Linked DNA regions of Hordeum vulgare: region 2 is linked to region 1. The links are chromatin contacts, called in public Hi-C maps. All regions are on one chromosome and are shown on one strand. The core of a region is the stretch at or near the end of the contact, and the rest is flanking DNA. Distances in the headings are between cores, read along the strand shown.

Region 1 (5,647 bases), core at 1,652-4,151:
TATTTTTTTGTGGTAAAGCACATAGGGATTATGGTATGTCAAAGACCTAAATATGCCCTGAAGAAAACTGGAGTGCGGCTAATTCTACTTAGATATCTTGGTAAAAAAAAGATAAATTATTATCACATGCAAATATGGAATGAATCTCTACCTGGTTAAATGGACGAGTTTCAGTGCAGAAGGCCTTCTCCAAAACTCCTCCAGAGTGAAGAGCACGAATAACCCCAAGGGCAGTTCCATAACCAGCGGTTGCAAGGCTAGATTAAAAAAGCAATAGACTATAATTGGATAAGGATATTGAGCATCAGAAATAGAAGAACAAAAATTATTACTTTACCTGCCAGTATTACAATGGGTTAGAACAGAAATGTTTTTTGAACTTCCAAGCTGCCGTTGAAGGAATTCAGCTCCATGCAAACCAATTGCCTTATTATCAGCCACATCATCAACTAGCATAGTCTCTGCAGCTTCAATGAAGACCTGGATAGAGAAAAGATAATTAAGCAGGTTAGAAATTAGAAGTCAAGAAGGCGCACCAACAATTTCATCAACCACGGGGATAACCAAATTTCATCATCCATGTAGTCACAAATATATACCACTCGAAAATTTATGAGGACATAAAATCTGGTAAGGCAACATGGGAAAATATTTTTTAGAAGGAACAATAGTTTTTCAAGCGAATAAGAGGAAAAACCAGTTTTTTTTAACTCATTATCACCTCGTAACTTCTAATGGTCAGTATTTATGGAATTCTGCTATTTTTCAGATAAATAAGTAGTCTATTATGCAAGCATTCAAGACACTTGGGCACAAAAGGCAGCCATTGCTAGTTTCTTGCTAGCCACCAATTGCAACCAATCTGTCATTAGTTGAGACACTTGTACAAAGTGGTTGATCAAACAACCCTACTGAAAACCAACCAAACGCCACAACCAATTAGCCACATCCAAACAGGAGAACTAAGAATTCACCATGTCTTCAAGGAACTGGGCAAAGTAGTGAATTCGCAAGCAAGGGCATATAAATACTACCAATTGATAATGTTCTGACAAGTAGGCTCAATGCTGGAAGTTTGGAAATTAAGCCTCATGCGACCTACTATCATCATGTTTGTTAACTTCCTGTTTAGTTTCAAAAGAAACATAAAGTTCCAGCCTTCCAGGACATATTAACTCTATGGTGCTGGCAATTAAGCGCATATACACTGGTCACGATGAGTGGGTTTGTTCAGGTCTTGAAGGACTACTAGTGAGCAGGATGATACATCAAAACTATTAATCCGCTTAGCACCTGAAAGATAGATTTGGCATCTTTTGCTGTTTCAGCTGTTGTTGACACCAAGTTCTGAAGCTTTGTAGCAGCATCAGACAGGTTCACTGCTGTGGGCCGGCTGACAAAGAAATTGAAGTAATCATTGATTAGATATGCATGGACAGAAGTAGAAACTCATTTCAATGTAAAACACGAAGGATCAAACTTATCGCGCTTAAGGCCCTGAGGTTCAAACATGAAACAGTTCAATTATTTTTACCTGGATACAAGGTATTCCAACTTCTTGGAAACGAACGAGGCTGCTTCCGCAGGTGTACCAATGAAATTGTGATCATTAACTTCCACAGCCAATGATAGTGCTGCTGCTATGGCTATGGCAGGAGCACCACGGACAACCATGTCTCTGATCGCATTCCTGAATAGTGTCAATGAGTTGAATGCTCAGTGCGGACATAAGCACAAATATACTCTTGCTATGTGAGCATAAACCAAACTTGTTAGTATAATTTTTGTATTTACTCTCTCTTACTATTATTACATTACATACTCTGTTCTATCATTTCATCAGTGTCAATTCAAATAGGCAGGACTCTGAACATAATAAACCGAGTTTAACAATATCTTGAATTTAACAATATCCGTCCACAGTCGCATGATTTGGAGGTATTTAAAGTTTCAAAGGAGTTGTTTGACTTATCAGAATATTAGTATGGAACTTACAGGCTCAAATTGTATTTCCGCAAGCCTCTCGAGTTATCAGCAACTATTTCAGTAACAAACGGATCTAGTTATCGGGTTTGTCCTATAGAACAAGTCCCACTTTGCCAGTTCTGGTTTTGCAATAATTTTTTGTACTGCCAGCAAATTCCTTGTCTGGCTGTTTCGTTTCCCTTGACCTGCCCCGTTTCAAGCAATCCGGACCACATACCTGTCCTGTCCATCTCCCGAGCCCGATAAGCAACAAGACTCTTCTCCCACTTGTAAGCAGGCCCAAACGCAGCAGCAGCAGCATTATTGCCGCCCCCGCCGCCAGGATTCGCTTCCTCTATCTTCTTTATTTAATCCAGAGTGCCGAATCAATTCCCCGTGAACCCCCGCACTCAGTCCCAACAGCGCACATGGTAAAACATTTGCACGCAAAGGTCCTTTTTTTTGGCAAATCAAACTAGGTAATGCTCCAGTATTAAACCCTGGATTGACCTGTGTCCGCCGCTGACAACATCCATCCTCATATATACAGCAAAGAAATACTAGCAGTAGAGGTTTAGGAAGAAAATGGAGCTCACCATCCATCCGCGGAGTCCTTGACGTCGACGTAGACCTCCTCGAGGGGCAGCTTCCTCTGCATCACATCGAAACCAGAACGAATCAGGAACGGAAGAACCCGTCGCCGCTCGAGCGAAGGCGCGTGGGAGCGCAGAGTGCCGGACCTGATCGAGGAGGCGGAGCGCGCCGCGGCCGTAGAGGATGGACTGAAGCGCGCTCGATTCGCCCATTCTGGCCGTGAAATTCGGAGAAACTCGGACGGCTCGGATGGAGGAAGTGAGGAAGCAGGGGAGGGGCGGCACGAACTGCGCAGTCTCCCCCTTTATGCTGTCGCGTACCGCCCTCACCGTGTATATCGCCGCGCCGTAGCGAAACACAGGTTCCCTTCACCACTTTGCGGTTGAGCCCCTTGGGTTCCTCGTATTCCCGGTGTTTTTTCCCCTTGGGCTCGCTCTGCCCGCTCTGGGCTGGGCCTGGGCGTGCATCGTCATCGGCGTTTGACGTGGCTTTGACGACGCTTCCGACCGCTAGCATGGACGGAGCGAAGGAAACAAATTCATGTGAGTTGAGTTGGGCGAAGACCGAGACGTGCGAAATCATGCGGCGCCGCCTTCGCCATCGGCCGCCGTCAGCGCCAGGCGGTGGCAAGACTCACGCACGCATCGCAATAACGCGGGAGTTGAATGGCAATTTTGCAACAAGTAGACAAACACGGAGTGCGGGACATGACGAATCTTTGAGATTTGCTAGGGTTATGGGATGAGGGGATTACAGGGTGTCATGGCAGGTTCTAATTTCGGAGAAGCCCGCCATGGCTAGGGTGCTCGAGAGCACGTTGGGAATTTGCTGGTGTCCGATGAAAGGAGTAGTGTGCAAAGATCTAGGGGACAACATATTCTTGTTTACGTTTGGGCAGGAATCAGGCAAAAGGAAGGCGGTGGAGGATGGGCCATGGTGGTATGGGAAGGAGCTTATAGTAATGGAAGACTTTGATCCGATGAAGCTCATTGAAAAGTATGAGTTCAACAAGGTACCTATCTGGGTCCAAATATATAGGCTACCATTGGGGATGATGGATCATGCGTCTGGGGAGGATGTAGGAGGAGCAATCGGAAAGGTGCAGGAAGTGGAAACGGATGAAGATGGTAAAGCTGTAGGTAAATATCTGAGAGTGGAGGTTAAACTGAACATTACTAAGCCTCTGATGAGAGGAAGCATGGTGCAGATTGATGAGCGTGGAAGGAAGAGCTGGTGTCCATTTGCTTATGAGTACTTGCCGGACTTTTGCTACACCTGTGGTGTTATCTGTCACGTGGAGCGAGAGTGCAACACTAAGGTGAAGAAGGATGAGAAGGCCCAGTTTGGAAGATGGCTGAGGGCTGAGGTGGAAGGTAGGAGGACGGAGGACCGGAGTAGGAGTAGTGGTAGCGGCATCAGAAGCTCGGATGGGGGGAAGAATTTTGGCTTTGGCAAATGGGGTTGTGACAACCCGATGCCGACGTTCCAGAAGATTCCCCCTTCTTTCCGTTTTCGTCGTGTGTCTATTTGTCTTTTGTCGCATCATCATCGCATCATGCGCATCATCTGCATTGCATCGGCATCTCTGTGCCATCAGTTTTCAAAACTTGCATCCATTGTTAGTTGCCGGTTCTCGTCGTTGTCCGTTCTGAGCCCGACCGCACTCGCACGCGCCCGCGGCATCGTCAAAACCCTGTTTTAAAAGTGTGTTTAAAACTTTCTCTGATCGAGGTGAAACTTGGCACGCGGTCGTGATTAGTTATAGCTAGGCCGCCTGTCGAATTTCGTCGCGATCGGAGTTCCTCTGGTACCCGAACGGTCGACCGTAGCGGCACCGTATTCGGTCTACCGTCGGACGTTTGACGGTGTTTTAAAAACTCGTTGCCGCGTCGCCCGCTTTCCCTCTCATCTCCGGATACATACTCTACACAGCCACGCGTCCGCCCCGCGTTCGAAATTAGTCAAATCCGTCCGCGCGGTTGGATCCGGGGCGGAAAACCGCTAAACCTAGCCCCCCATTTGGCTATATATAGTTCCGTGTGTATTTTGGACAGCCAACCTGTGTCCACCTCGTAATCCACGCCCCCTCAAAACCCTAGCCAGCTTCTCTCCTCCCTCCAGCTGCCGGGCCCGCGAAGCCCATCCAGGGCCCGCCCGAGCCCGAATCGCCCCGCCGTCGCGCAAACCCAGCAGCGCCTCGAGCGCGCCCGCGTCCCAGGGGGAGCCCCTGCTCGCCGCATGCCTCGGCGAGCTGCGCCCCACGTCGCCGCACCTCCCTCGCCGGTGCCCCGCCTCCGCGCCGCCGGGATCTTCGCCGCCCTGCCTTCCACGTCGCCGGAGACGTGCAGTATCTCGCCGGAGTCCCGCGCGCCTCTGCCACAGCTCGCGCCGCCGCCGGGATTGGACCTCCCGTGCACGGATCCGGCCAGATCGGGCAGCCGCCCTCGCCTCCGCCCAGGTCCGGCAGTCACCGGAGCCTGGAGCCCCTCTGTCGGCTCCTTGCTGCGCCGCCATGAGCGTGCGGGAGGAGAATGACGACGTTCCAGCACGCGCAGCCTCCCCGCGACCCCTCCTGGGCCGACCTCATCCCGCCTGGGCCTGGCTCCCTCCGTCGAGCAGGCCCAGGTAGCGTCGCGCCTCCCACACGGCCCATCTCCAGCAGAACTCTCGGCCAACGTGAGAGCACCCCCCGAGCCTCTCTATCTCGCGCCCCAGGCGCCTCCTAGTTTTTTTTACGCGCATGGATTTCGGCCGAGTAGATATTTAGGATTTAATCTGAATTTAATTCTTTTTCGAAGGTAGACTAGATTTTCAAACCCCCGTAACTTTTAAACCGTAAATCGGATCGAGGCGTATTTTATATGGATTTTGTGTAGAATTTCACGTAGTATCCGTTTTTGCAACTTGCATAAATGTTTGATGAGGTTTGACCCACTGTTCTCCTAGAGTAACGTGTTGTCCCATTAGAATAGTACCCGTAATTATTTTCGCGCAAGACCGGGTTGTTCGTATGCCGTATTAGAAATGCCCATGTTTTAGGAACCTATTTCCCATGCATTTTAGAGCGGTCATTGGTATTTTTACGTGT
Region 2 (6,188 bases), core at 1,210-3,709, 650 kb after region 1:
CGGCATCTTGCATTGTGCGAGGGCGTGAGGAGATTACGGTGGCCTTAGTGGCATCTTGGGGAGCATTGTGCCTCCACACCGCTCTAACGGAGATTAGCATCCGCAAGGGTGTGAACTTCGGGATACATCATCGTCTCCCCGTGCCTCGGTTATCTCTTACCCGAACCCTTTACTTATGCACTTTACTTTGTGATAGACATATTGTTTATTGTAATATATCTTGCTATCACTTAGTTGTTTATCTTGCTTAGCATAAGTTGTTGGTGCACATAGGTGAGCCTAGTTGTTTGTAGGTTTTGTGCTTGTCATATTAAACGTTAGTTTTATTCCGCATTTGTTCAAGCCTAAACCTTAATTATTTTAAAGCGCCTATTCACCCCCCTCTAGGCGACATCCACGTCCTTTCAGCTGCTGCCCCTTCCTCCACTTGACCGCGGCCCCTCCTAGGGGGTAACCCTAGGATGCAGCCCTCCTCTCCCTTTCCCCTTTATATACAGATGGAGAGAGAGGTCTGCAACACACCAATGCCACGGCGTAGCCCTGTCTCTCTCATAGATCAGTTTTCTCCACTAGATCGGTTTTGGTATTGCTTGGCGAAGCCCTGCCTGAACAGCTCCACCACCATCGCTGCCATGCCGTCGTGCTGACGGAGAACTCATCTACCTCTCCACCCTCGCTTGCTGGATCAAGGAGGTGGAGAACGTCATCGAGCTGTACGTGTGCTGAACACAGAGGTGTCGTCCGTTCGGCACTAGATCGGGACGGATCATGATGGGGTCGCGGGACGGATCTTGATGAGATCGCGGGACGGATCATGATTTGGTTGCGAAGACGTACGACTACATCAACTGTGTTATATAAGCTTCCGATTAGCGGTCTACAAGGGTATGTAGATGCACTTCCCCCTTTCGTAGATGTTGATCTCCATAGATTGATCTTGGTGAGTTAGGATTTTTTTTTGTTTCCCATGCTACGTTCCCCAACAGAGGAGTGACGACAAGCATAGCGATGTCAGAAGAGCCATCCATGGTGCGCAAGAGGACGACAGGCGGGTGGAGGCGCGAGGGTTCTTGCGAGGGGTGGGAGTGAAACAATCGTGGTTGGGTGTCGGGTTGGAGCCACTCGCTTTTGCGGCAACAACCAATGTGTGATATTTTTGCAGTACTTCGAGTTGTATTCCAGTGTTGCCCAATTTTGTCTGGAATTGTTTTGTGGTATTGAAGGGCGTTTTTCCCTCCATGTGCACAAAAATAGGATTACTATTGAAGATGCTCTAAATGTCCAAACCTACCCAACTTCTGTTAGTTATTAAAAAACATTTTTTTGTGCTATCATATATCAGGCCTTGTGTGATGAAGAACTTGCAGAGCATGTGATGGCAAATGCCCCCCCCTCGACGGTTGCGAAGGAGTGGATGTTCATGCTTCGATAGTCGCTTTTTACCGACGTGTGTGAGGTGCTCTTCTGCGGGATGCCTGGTTGCTTTGAAGTCGGAGCTGCGGCAGAGCGAGTTCACGTGGCAACGATGACATACACTCAGTGACCGTTTGCGGTGGGCGCAAGTCCAATATATCCCCTTGCAATGCTCGTCGTCCAAGCCGGAGTAGTTGATTGTCCACGCCTGGCTATCTATTGGCATGTGCTTTGATAGTGGAGCTGTGATGAAATCCTAGTCGCTTGTTCAGAGGCAACGGATAATAATGATGACACTTGTGACTCCTCAAGAAATGTCCTTTTCTTTTTGCAGCCATGTGTTCCATATTTGTGACGAGGTCGGCTGGTGATGCCCATATTTGTGGGCTGGGTTATAGCAGTTTTAGCCTGATTTTTATGCCAACTCTTATTTTTTTTCTTAATCAATGAAAATGAGAAGCCTTTTTGCCTTGTCTTTTAAGAAAAAAATAACTACAAAACTCGTTGCGCAAGTCCAACATATTTCCCTTGCAATGCTCGTCGTCCAAGCCGGAATTGTCGATTGTTCGTGCGTGCGGAGCTCTATGATGAAATCGCAGTCGCTTGTTTGGAGGCAACTGGTAATAATGATGACACTTGTCATTCTTCAAGAAATGTCTTTTCTTCTTTGCAACCATGTGTTCCATATTTGATGACAAGGTTGGCTGGTGATGCCCATGTTTGTGAGCTGGATTGTAACAATGTTAGTCCGGTTTTAACCAATCAACTCTCACTATCTTCTTAATCAAAGAAAGTGAAAAGTCTTTTGCCTCTGTCTTTTAAAAGAAAGATTACTACAAAACCCGTTGCAGTCTTGTTGTGCCATGTGGTTGTGTATATTTGTGTTCAAGACGTCCTGGTTGCTAGCTGTTTTCCTTCAATCTTACATTCCCCGAGTGTTTGGCAATTTTGCGTGGACAGACGACCACGTTCCGTACTTGTGGATAGCAAAGTTTCCAGTTTGGAGACACACCTCGAGAGAGACGACGTGGCCGTGCTGCCTCATTGGATGGATGGCCACCGTGAGCAGAGCAGCTATCTACACTCTCTCACCATTTGCGTCCGCCACCACCGCTGCCACGGCTGGCTCGGCACCACAAAACAGCACGCGCTTCTTCCCCGCCCAAATCGAAAGGAGCAGCCGGCACACAACGCCCCCCGGCTCGCCTCGGAGGACTCACCGAACCCCGAACCCTGCCGCGAGAGCCCGCCGGAGGACAAGGTGAGGTGCCGACCGAACCCCCGCCGATTCTTCCGGCAACCGTTCCTCGCCTGGATTCTGCCCTGGTTTCGCGGGTTCTGTGGTGGTTGTTTCTAGGACCATTTGAGGACGGGGATTTTAGCGCTGTGCGCGCGCGCGCGCGTGGAATTAGGTCGTAGTATCAATAGCAGCTTCTCAGTCTGTTCTAGGCGGGTTTGATTTGGTTCATTGGTTGGCTGGTTTTGGTCAACAGTCGTTTCCCCAAAATTTGCGATGCCCTGAGATTATTATCATTGGCTTCTGTAACCTGTGATTTTAGTACGCGGGACAGAGGAATTGGGTACTGCATATGTAATCTAATCTAGGTTAGAAACGTGGGGTTTGTGTGTTTACCAGTTTGGGTTGATTAGAATTGTTTTCTCCCTATATCTATCAAAAGTAGAGCAGAGGATATGACCTTCAGAACTCTGGTTTCCAGTTGAAATTTAGGAAGTAAATACGGCTGTTACTTGTGTTGCATAGGTAGGAATTGAAGTATAACTGACGCGGCTTCCTTCCATCCCCAGATATCATCGCTTATAGCTCTTTCAGCATGGAGCTCTTCACAGCTTCTGTATCTATTTCACCACATCGCCCCGGTATATCAACTTCTAGCCGTCCAGTGCCATATACTCGATACGCCGGTTCAAGATCCTGTGTTCCCAAAAGGACAAGGCGACCTTCACTCTATGTCATGAATGCTGCATCAACTAATGCCCCGCTCTCTTCTCGGACCCTACCCACGCAAACTAATGGCGCAGCTGCGAAAGGCATGCCCAGCAAAAAGCCAAACAGTGCACTGGAGCAACTTGATATCGAGCGTGGTGTCTGCGTGCCTTTCCGAAAGTACTCCCCGGAAATGGTATGGCGCACCACGAACGTTTGTGTTTACAAGGTTGGTTTGCTGAAATTTGGTTTTAACTATGCCCATTTCCGTAATTGATAGGTCAGGAGTAAAGTCTTGGGATCAAGTGGCTCTGTACTATCCCTCGCTAGTCGGGGAGTGGAGATCATTTGGAAACTAGGCTTCTATTGGTCATCTCTGGTGTATGACTACTTGGTTGGGCGGGATGAAGAAATCGTTCCATTCCGTGCCCGCCAGCTCCGCAATCTTTTATGTGATCTCGGTCCGTCATTCATAAAAGCAGGACAGGTTATATTCTTTTCCCTTTCTGATAATTGCCGTCGAAAAGTAAGATTTCACTTGTGCTATCTGTTTTGTATTACGATCCCAACACTGTCTAGTTGCATTATTTTTTCAGGTTCTAGCTAACAGGCCTGATATTATTCGTGAGGATTATATGAGTGAACTGTGTATCCTACAAGATGACGTTCCTCCATTTGCGAACCAGGTACACGGTTGCAATGGAATACTTTTACAAATTGTTCTGGACAGTGGACACATATTGTGGTAAGGCCGATGAAATCAGGATGATTAACTAAGCTGTGCTTATTGCTGTATACCTGGTAGGTGGCCTTTTCCATAATTGAGGAGGAACTTGGCCAGCCTCTAGAACAACTATTCAGCAAAATTTCATCAGAGACAATAGCAGCTGCAAGTCTGGGCCAAGTTTACCGTGCCACACTAAGGGAAACTGGCGAGGATGTTGCTATCAAGGTTTGTGGTCCTTTCATTTTCTTTTCTTACTTGAGATACTCTGACATTTGTGACTTGATGCACCATTTAGTGGGGTTCTTTACAGACATAACTATAAACATAGTCTATCTCCTTCTCCCTGATGAAATTTGTGTCCTTTATAAGCCTCCATCAGAGACAATAGCATCTTTATAGCCTGCATCATTCTTTTTTTGACGGAGCTACGGCGGGCTTACGCCGGCCTGAACCAATTTCATTAATAAAACCGTACACATACAAAAAAATGCCTGCCCTATTTGTGTCCATGTTTAGGCCTTATCGATTGCCACGCGTGAGAGGGAGTGTTGAGGTGTATGTGGCTTGCCCTACCAGTTGGTGCATGAAACTTAATAACCACCACGATTGTCTTCTACTTTTTGCTAAATTCGTAAATCATCTTTTTGGCTTGTAAACTGAATGAGTTTATTTTATTCTGTCTCTTTGATTTCAATCGTACTACAGGTTCAGAGGCCAGGGATTGAGCCAATAATATTCCGAGATCTGTTCCTCTTCCGCACTTTGGCTTCCTTTTTGAATGGGATTAGCCTTCAAAAACTAGGCTGCAATGCAGAGCTTATTGTTGATGAATTCGGTGAAAAACTTTTGGAAGAACTTGATTACACTCTTGTAAGTAATTTCTTTGTGTCTTTTTTGCTGTCGATGTCAAGTTACAGAATAATGAATAACTAGGGTCATGCCCGCACATTTCAGCGGGGATTTTAAGTTGATATTTTTGATATATTTTAAAATTAAGTAACCATGTATTTATGTGAATACTCATGCCTTTCATAGTACAAAGATTTTCTGTTTCCTAAATGGCTCAAAGGTGCATGAACCTCTTGTAACACTTCGAAATCAAAAGTAACTTCTCATCAGTAGTGATGTATTGCTGTAAAAATAAAATGAGTAGTGATGTATTGTGTATGGCAATTACAGAAGCATATGTAATGTATAATTTGTAGAATAGTTATGAGATGCCTTCTTCTGAGTAGTTAAATAATCATCAGAATTTTTAGTGCCTTAATCTACATTGAATTATGCAAATGGTGCGTGCATCTTTGAAGAAAATATTGGCACATGAATAGATGTTGGTAGCACACAGAATGGTTAATGTACTAATACCTTTTTTGTTCACTTCATAATCATGATCTTTCACTGTTTTCACTAACAAAGCAACAAACTATAATTTTGGATGCACCCAATGAATAGAAAATATGATAAATGCTTCAGATGGCACATGTAGTACTAAGCACTTACCCGCTCTGATGTGGCGAACTCATAAGTATAAATGGATGTGGTTGCTTGTTATTTTCTGGAAGACACGACAGTGGCTTGTATGTTCTGATCAATGCAGCTTTTCAGTGCAATGACCAAGCGATTGTTCAGCCATTTTTTTAAGCTCATTGTTTGTACCGCACCCACAATGCATGAGTGCAGTAAATAGGAAATCTTAATTAATTTAATGACTGGAGGCTTAACCAGCGCAGTGTGACAACCTTCTTATTTCCTTGCACAGAGGTATTGCAACCTTTTATTTGTCATTAAGATACTGTAGGTGTTTTCATTCCAGCAACACAGTTCTTATGTTTCATGGTTATTTTGGTGATGAATGTCTGAACGAGAGTTGACGGCCTTCCTTTCCTGTGCAATCAGGAAGCTAGAAACATCGAGGACTTCATAGTAAACTTTAAGAATGATCCAACTGTGAAGATCCCTCTAGTATATAATAAGTTTTCAGGTTCTCGTGTTTTGGTGATGGAATGGATAGATGGAATCAGATGCACAGATCCACAGGTTTGTAGAATCCATCATATCAACGTTTACTTATTTCTAATGTGGATTAGTTCATTTAAATTTGTA

What was found. A called contact is a pair of places that touch in the nucleus more often than the background predicts.
Region 2: a Hi-C map of leaf shows a contact between it and region 1, with 3 times the contacts expected there. The contact joins the promoter of LOC123447878 here to the promoter of LOC123447876 in region 1. A contact is called at or near these places in 2 of 6 Hi-C or Micro-C datasets (leaf and seedling).

What each region holds. Positions count from the first base shown.
Region 1 is chr4H:59,975,227-59,980,873 of MorexV3_pseudomolecules_assembly, forward strand. LOC123447876 (methylthioribose-1-phosphate isomerase) reads right to left here and starts at 2,902. Exons shown (of 9, transcript XM_045124585.1): 1 at 2,706-2,902; 2 at 2,562-2,617; 3 at 1,535-1,690; 4 at 1,294-1,393; 5 at 338-480; 6 at 152-257. The coding sequence starts at 2,771.
Region 2 is chr4H:60,622,574-60,628,761 of MorexV3_pseudomolecules_assembly, forward strand. LOC123447878 (protein ACTIVITY OF BC1 COMPLEX KINASE 1, chloroplastic) reads left to right here and starts at 2,460. Exons shown (of 15, transcript XM_045124587.1): 1 at 2,460-2,674; 2 at 3,220-3,554; 3 at 3,639-3,845; 4 at 3,955-4,044; 5 at 4,164-4,310; 6 at 4,791-4,955; 7 at 5,982-6,122. The coding sequence starts at 3,246.